Regions from separate parts of the Mus musculus genome. Here region 2 is linked to region 1. Evidence: chromatin contacts called from public Hi-C data. All regions are on one chromosome and are shown on one strand. Each heading gives the region's core, a stretch centred on a gene start, on an enhancer-like site or on the middle of the called end of the contact. The rest is flanking DNA. Distances are from core to core; before and after follow the strand shown. Region 1 holds the start of Heg1 (heart development protein with EGF-like domains 1). Region 2 holds the start of Muc13 (mucin 13, epithelial transmembrane).

What was found. A called contact is a pair of places that touch in the nucleus more often than the background predicts.
Region 2: a contact with region 1 is called in a Hi-C map of CD8 T cells, with 1.8 times the contacts expected there. The contact joins the promoter of Muc13 here to the promoter of Heg1 in region 1. A contact is called at or near these places in 5 of 39 promoter capture datasets (the 3T3-L1 cell line, embryonic stem cells, macrophages and 2 more), 1 of 15 datasets of contacts at CTCF or cohesin (large pre-B cells), 9 of 484 Hi-C or Micro-C datasets (the Ba/F3 cell line, CD4 T cells, CD8 T cells and 6 more) and 3 of 9 other capture datasets (adipose tissue, liver and pancreatic islet).

The regions. Positions count from the first base shown.
Region 1 is chr16:33,683,021-33,685,720 of GRCm38.p6, reverse strand. It overlaps Heg1 (heart development protein with EGF-like domains 1), which reads right to left and starts at 1,255. Exons shown (of 15, transcript NM_175256.5): 1 at 866-1,255. The coding sequence starts at 1,109.
Region 2 is chr16:33,793,188-33,795,887 of GRCm38.p6, reverse strand. It overlaps Muc13 (mucin 13, epithelial transmembrane), which reads right to left and starts at 1,399. Exons shown (of 12, transcript NM_001382834.1): 1 at 1,313-1,399. The coding sequence starts at 1,361. It overlaps Gm15658 (a long non-coding RNA gene), which reads left to right. Exons shown (of 3, transcript XR_003951910.1): 1 at 1-143; 2 at 1,242-1,636.

The DNA of each region.
Region 1 (2,700 bases), core at 6-2,505:
GGACAAATGGCTAACATCACCTAGGCTGGTTTGGTTCACAGCACTTTCTACTATTTTTACTTTCATTTTGTCACCTCTTGTCACTTGGAGGCAGGGAGGAATGGGGCCCCTCCATTCCACAGATGGGGAAACTGAGAGCCAAAGATGAGACACAGCCAAGGTCGTGTGGGGGTTACATTAGAATCCCACCCAGGCCGTGGCATTTTCTTCCAACAGAAAAAGGAACTAGAAACAAAGGAGGCAGGCACAGGAGCTGAGTCCCCATTCTGTGACCAGGACAGGCAGTGCCTGCCTGCACAGCAAGCAGCTGGCTGGGGGAGGAAAGGGCCCAGGACAGTCCAGAGCCAGTCAGTGGCTTCCAGGGGTTTGACCTTGCAGCGCCCCCAGCCCCATCCCAAGTAACCCTGCTCCTAAGGTTAACTGGGTAGCTTTGTTTTAAAGCGCACTCTTTGTCCTTTATGAAGTCCTAAGTACTAGAAGCATTCCAAACTCCGAAATCCGTTATTTACTTATACTGGAAAGTCAGGCTTTAGACCAGGAGAGACCAGTTCTAAATCTGGGGGTTGGGGGCTGAAACCGAGGGACAACAGCCAGAAGTTACCACTCCCCACGAGGTGAGAGGCTCTTTGGGGTCTTCGTTTTGTAAAAGTGAGAAGGGTGTGGGCTAATCCAGGAGAGAGTTTTCTTCCAAAGCACAGGGAGGGAATGCATGTGAACATTTTATATTCCAGTGGCCAGGGACAGCGTTTCTCCGTCCTGGGCCACCCTCAGGGTTCCACCCACGAGGGTCCACGGAGCCTCGGCCGGGATGGGGCAGCCGCGAAGCGCCCACGCCCCCTGACCCTCGCTGGAGACTCTCACTCACCCGCGCTCACGCCTCTGGGGACACGGCCGGAACGTCCCCGCCGGGTCGCGACGCCGGGTCCGGGGGCCGTATGTCCGGCGCCAGGCGGCGAAAGCGGTCCCGCGACCGGGAGGAGTGTTCGATGGGCCGGGGAGGGAAGGGAGCCCCGCGCCCCGGGGGCAGCGGGCGGCAGCAGCAGCAGCGGTAGCAGCAGCAGCAGCAGCAGCGACGGTGGCGGCCACCGCGGGGCGCGCGGCGTGGCCATGGTGGCGGCGGCCGCCCGCGCTCACATGCCGGGCGCCGGGCCGAGGGCGGCGGCGAGCGGAGCGGGGTGCGAGCGCGCTCTCAGCCGCAAAAGTTGTGGGAGCCGCGGGAGGGCGGAGGCAGCCCTGGTGCTGCCACACGCCAATCAGCCCGGGCGGGTCGCGGGGCGGGCGGCTCCTCCTCGGTTGACATCACCCGCCCCGCGCGGGGGCCCGGGGGCGGGGAGAGGGCAGGAAGAGGGCGGGGGCGGTCTCGGTCTCCCGGGTGAGTTCACGGAACCCCCGGGTGAACTCATGGAGCCCCCTGCGACTTTTGTTACAGGGCCCACACCCTGGAGTATCGCTTTGGCTTTTGGAGAAATGAAATTGGGGTGGGGGGCACTTTCCCAGTTCCTTAGCCACACAGTAGGTCTGTGAAAAGTAGATTCTGGCGGTGTAATTGACATCAGGTGAGTGAGTATACAGAGAGCTTTCAAAAGACAGAGAAGTGAATCCTAGACCCTGTTCCATACGTGGACCTGCATTGCCCTTAAGGATCTGAAGAGGCCCCAACCCACTGCCGCCCTTTTGGGTCCCCAGAATTGGTGAGAAGATTTGCTTTAGCCAGGGCGGGAACCCTCATCTTCTTGAAGGCTCAGAAGCCTGATTTCCTTCCCACGCTATCTTTGGCTTACACCATAGTTCTTCAAAGATGTCACTGCTGAGACACCCAAAGAGGCCAGAGGGAAGAGAAAACTGAACCGAGTCTGGGGCAAGGGAAAACCCATAGCCAGGAAAAGGACAGCAATTTGCAAATTAAACATAAAAAAAAAAAAAAAAAAAAAAGCAGCCCACACAGAAGTTAAAAAGAAACCTTTAGGGGAGATGTTCCAAGACAGAGTGTCAATAAATTTGCTTGGTAAGTAAAATTCTGTGTGTGTCCCTATTCCCTCCCTTCCTAGGAGACAAATGATACAATGTCCAGATTTTAAGACCCAAATCTCTTTTCTTTGTAAGTAAAGAATGAGCAGCTCAAAATAGGGGGAAATAACTTGCTTAAGAGTTGCTAAGAGAACCAACAACTAAAGGATTTCTCATTGAATGACCATGTGGCTTCGTGCTTACCTCATAGCTTAGAGTTGTCAATAATTCAGACAATATCTCATCCAAACTGAAAACCACAGATCCCTTGGGATGCTCTCAGATGTGCTAGGGTTCTTTGTCTGTTTACCAAATGTTCAGGAGACAGGCTTGTCTCTTTCCCCATGTCTCTGCCTCTCTCTGTCTCCAAGCCTCCATGACCCGCCTCCAGGGGAACGATCAGATCATAACGTCCAGCGCATCGGTAGATGGGCCTAGACCCATTTTCTGGTGACTCGGTACAAGTGAGTCACTTGGCAGGACACAAAGGATGCTCCGTATAAACAAGTTTACCTTAGACAAATGAGCCAAGAGTGGAGAATTGGTTTGGGTTAGGGTTTATAGAACCACAAATGAAACCTAACTTTTCAGGTCTCACATGAAATGCTCAGTCCTCTTTCTTTCTCAAACAACAACAATCCAAGCATGGCCCCACCTCCTGACACAGCTCCCCTGTTAACAAGCAGGACTACA
Region 2 (2,700 bases), core at 150-2,649, 110 kb before region 1:
AAGGATTCCCTTCTCAGTACCCTTATGTCTTACAGAAGGCATTTCTTCTTCATGGTGACTCCAGAAAATCACGTAGATCTTATCAGTTCTAATTGGGACCTGAAGACTTGGCCACAGCACCCAGGCTTGGCAGAGGAGATCTGGTGAGGCCTACCCTCCTCTTAGGACAGCTCTTCTCCCCCAATCTTAAAAGCAGATCAAAAAAAAAATATTGGTCCAGGGAATAAAGAAAGAAGTTTGCTTATGGATAGTATTAAATATCCATTAATGATATTTTTAGGGTATGAAAGGATATGAATATAAAAGTTGAACACATTTTTAATGTTATTTGATTCTCAAAATACTCAATATTATTAATGTGTTTGATGTATAAAATGCATTTAAATAATAAAAAAATTAAGAAGAAAAAAAAGAAAGAAAGAAAAGAAGCCTGCTGCCAAGGCTGGCCGGCTGTGTTCAATCTCACTCAGGGGGTGGGAGGAGAGAAACCACTTTCTGGGAGTTGTCCGATGTCCTCCACATGTATGGTAATTAAATGTAGTAAGAGGTTTCAAAAGCTCCTATCTTGCCATGTATGTTGGCTCATACCTATAACCCAGCACTCCAAGGCAGTTGGATCAGAAGTTCATCTACTGTATGGAGAGTTCAGTTTAACCTTGGTAGCACGAGATTCCATCCCCCAAACAAAGCAAGTCAAGTGGTCCTTTACATTGAACTCAATTTCTCTTCCCCCTTCCACTGCCTCCAATGCCTTATTCCTTTCTTGCATTTGACGTCTAGATCTGGATTTCTCTCAGAATGGGGTGGGGTGGGGGACAAATTCCTTACCTACTCAAACCCAGATAAACTCTCCCTAGTCCAGAAGAAGAACACCTGTAGGGGCTCTAACCCCCACTGGGATTGCTCTTTTTGGCCAGAGATCCCCAGTTTCAAGTGTTGGTGAAAACAGACATATCCCCGACCCCTCCAGGTCTGACTCTCTGATGATCACAGGAACAGATCTAGATCCAGCTTGCTAACCTCATCCTTGCACGACTGAGTCATCTTTATCCAACTTCAGACAAACCTCTGCCCTGCTGTGTCCCAATGTCAGCCATAGACTTCTTTTGCCTCTGCTGTCTTGGGGGTCACAGATGAAAATGTCAGCATCTCCGAGCTGAGCTAGTCAAGAAATGGCCCCAAGTCAAGACTAGCAGCCACTTTAAAAAGTTGTAGGATCAAGCCTGCTGTTTCTGTTTCAGAGACTACGATACCAATTCAACTTATCAAGTTACAGAAGCAACCACAAAATAACAAAAAAGGAGTTTCTTACCCACGGTCACCAAAAGGAGACTGAGAGAGAGAAGCAGGAAGCCTTTCATGGTAGCTGCTCTTGCTTGATAATCCAAGGAGGAAATGTGTCCTCTCCTTCGCTGCCTGGAGTTTTAACTGTCTTTCAAGTCCGAAGTCCACTCATTAACTGATAGAGGCAAAGGCAATTCGTGGTCAGGATCTGGTCTCTGGTCGTACAGCATGGGCTGCTTCCAACCTCAGAGTCAGGTCACTTGAGCCCAGCTTCAGGTTGATATCCTTGACTCAAAGTCCAGGACAACTGTAGAAGTCTGAGTTCTCTTTAGAAATCCTTGCAAGGTCAAAGGTGAGTGTATTCAGCTAATCTCTCTATATCTTGGGAATGGTAGACCTATCGCCTCCCCAGAGCCTACTACTGTCTCTCTAAACACTCAGTAATCTAGCCGAGAACGATGATTGCCTTACCTCTGACCCCTTCTTATTTTGTGTGTGCACACCACAGTGCTCATGTAGCTGCCAGAGGATGGTGGGAAGGGTTGATTCTTGACCCTTCACCATGTGGGATCATGGGATGGAATTCAGGTCATCAGGCTTAGTGGCAGATGCCTTTAACTCTGAGTCATCTTCTGGGCCCTCCCCTCCCCAACTCCCCACCATTTGACTGCAAAGAATTCTATTTTCTCTACCTGCTGTTCCAAGAATACCTGAAAAGTCCTTTCATGTTTTCTCCAACTATTTATGACTTGACTTGTGTCATCTTTTGCTGTGGACTCCCACACTGGGCTTTTCCTAATGGTCACTTCTAGAAACTTCTAGAGCTAACGTTTCCAAGCTTCCCTCCATCTCACATATCACTTTAACTGGACATAGACCCCAGTTGTCATGCTCCTATTAGAAGCAGGCTTGAAGGTTATTGACGGTAGGCTCCCTTTCCCATAACCACCTTGGCCCACCGTCTGTCGTGGGTCCAATTTTAACAGAGGCCAATTTGAAATTCCACAAGCAAAGAGAAAACTTGGGAAGCAGAAGAGACAGACAGATCTCTGTGAGTTCAAGGCCAGCCTACTCTACAGAGAGAGTTCCAGGCCGGCCAGGGTTGCCTAGTTAAGACTGTCTTTAAAAAACAAAACAAAACAATAAAATCAAACAAACAGCAACAGAACAATCACCATGTGAATGGCATCATAGTCACTTTTTAAAAGCATTCCTTCCTCTCTATTAAAAAAAAGGGAAGGGAAGAAGGGAGGTGGGGGTGACAGCTTTGTTGAGGCCCACAAAGAGAAGGAAGGCTGCTTCCTCCTGGCAAAGCAGGCCCATTGTTACTGGTCGATCATTCTGCGCTCAGCTCTGCCTTCTGTCCACGGCCCTGGGTAGAGACAGGGCTTTCTAGAGAAGAAACAAGGCATACCA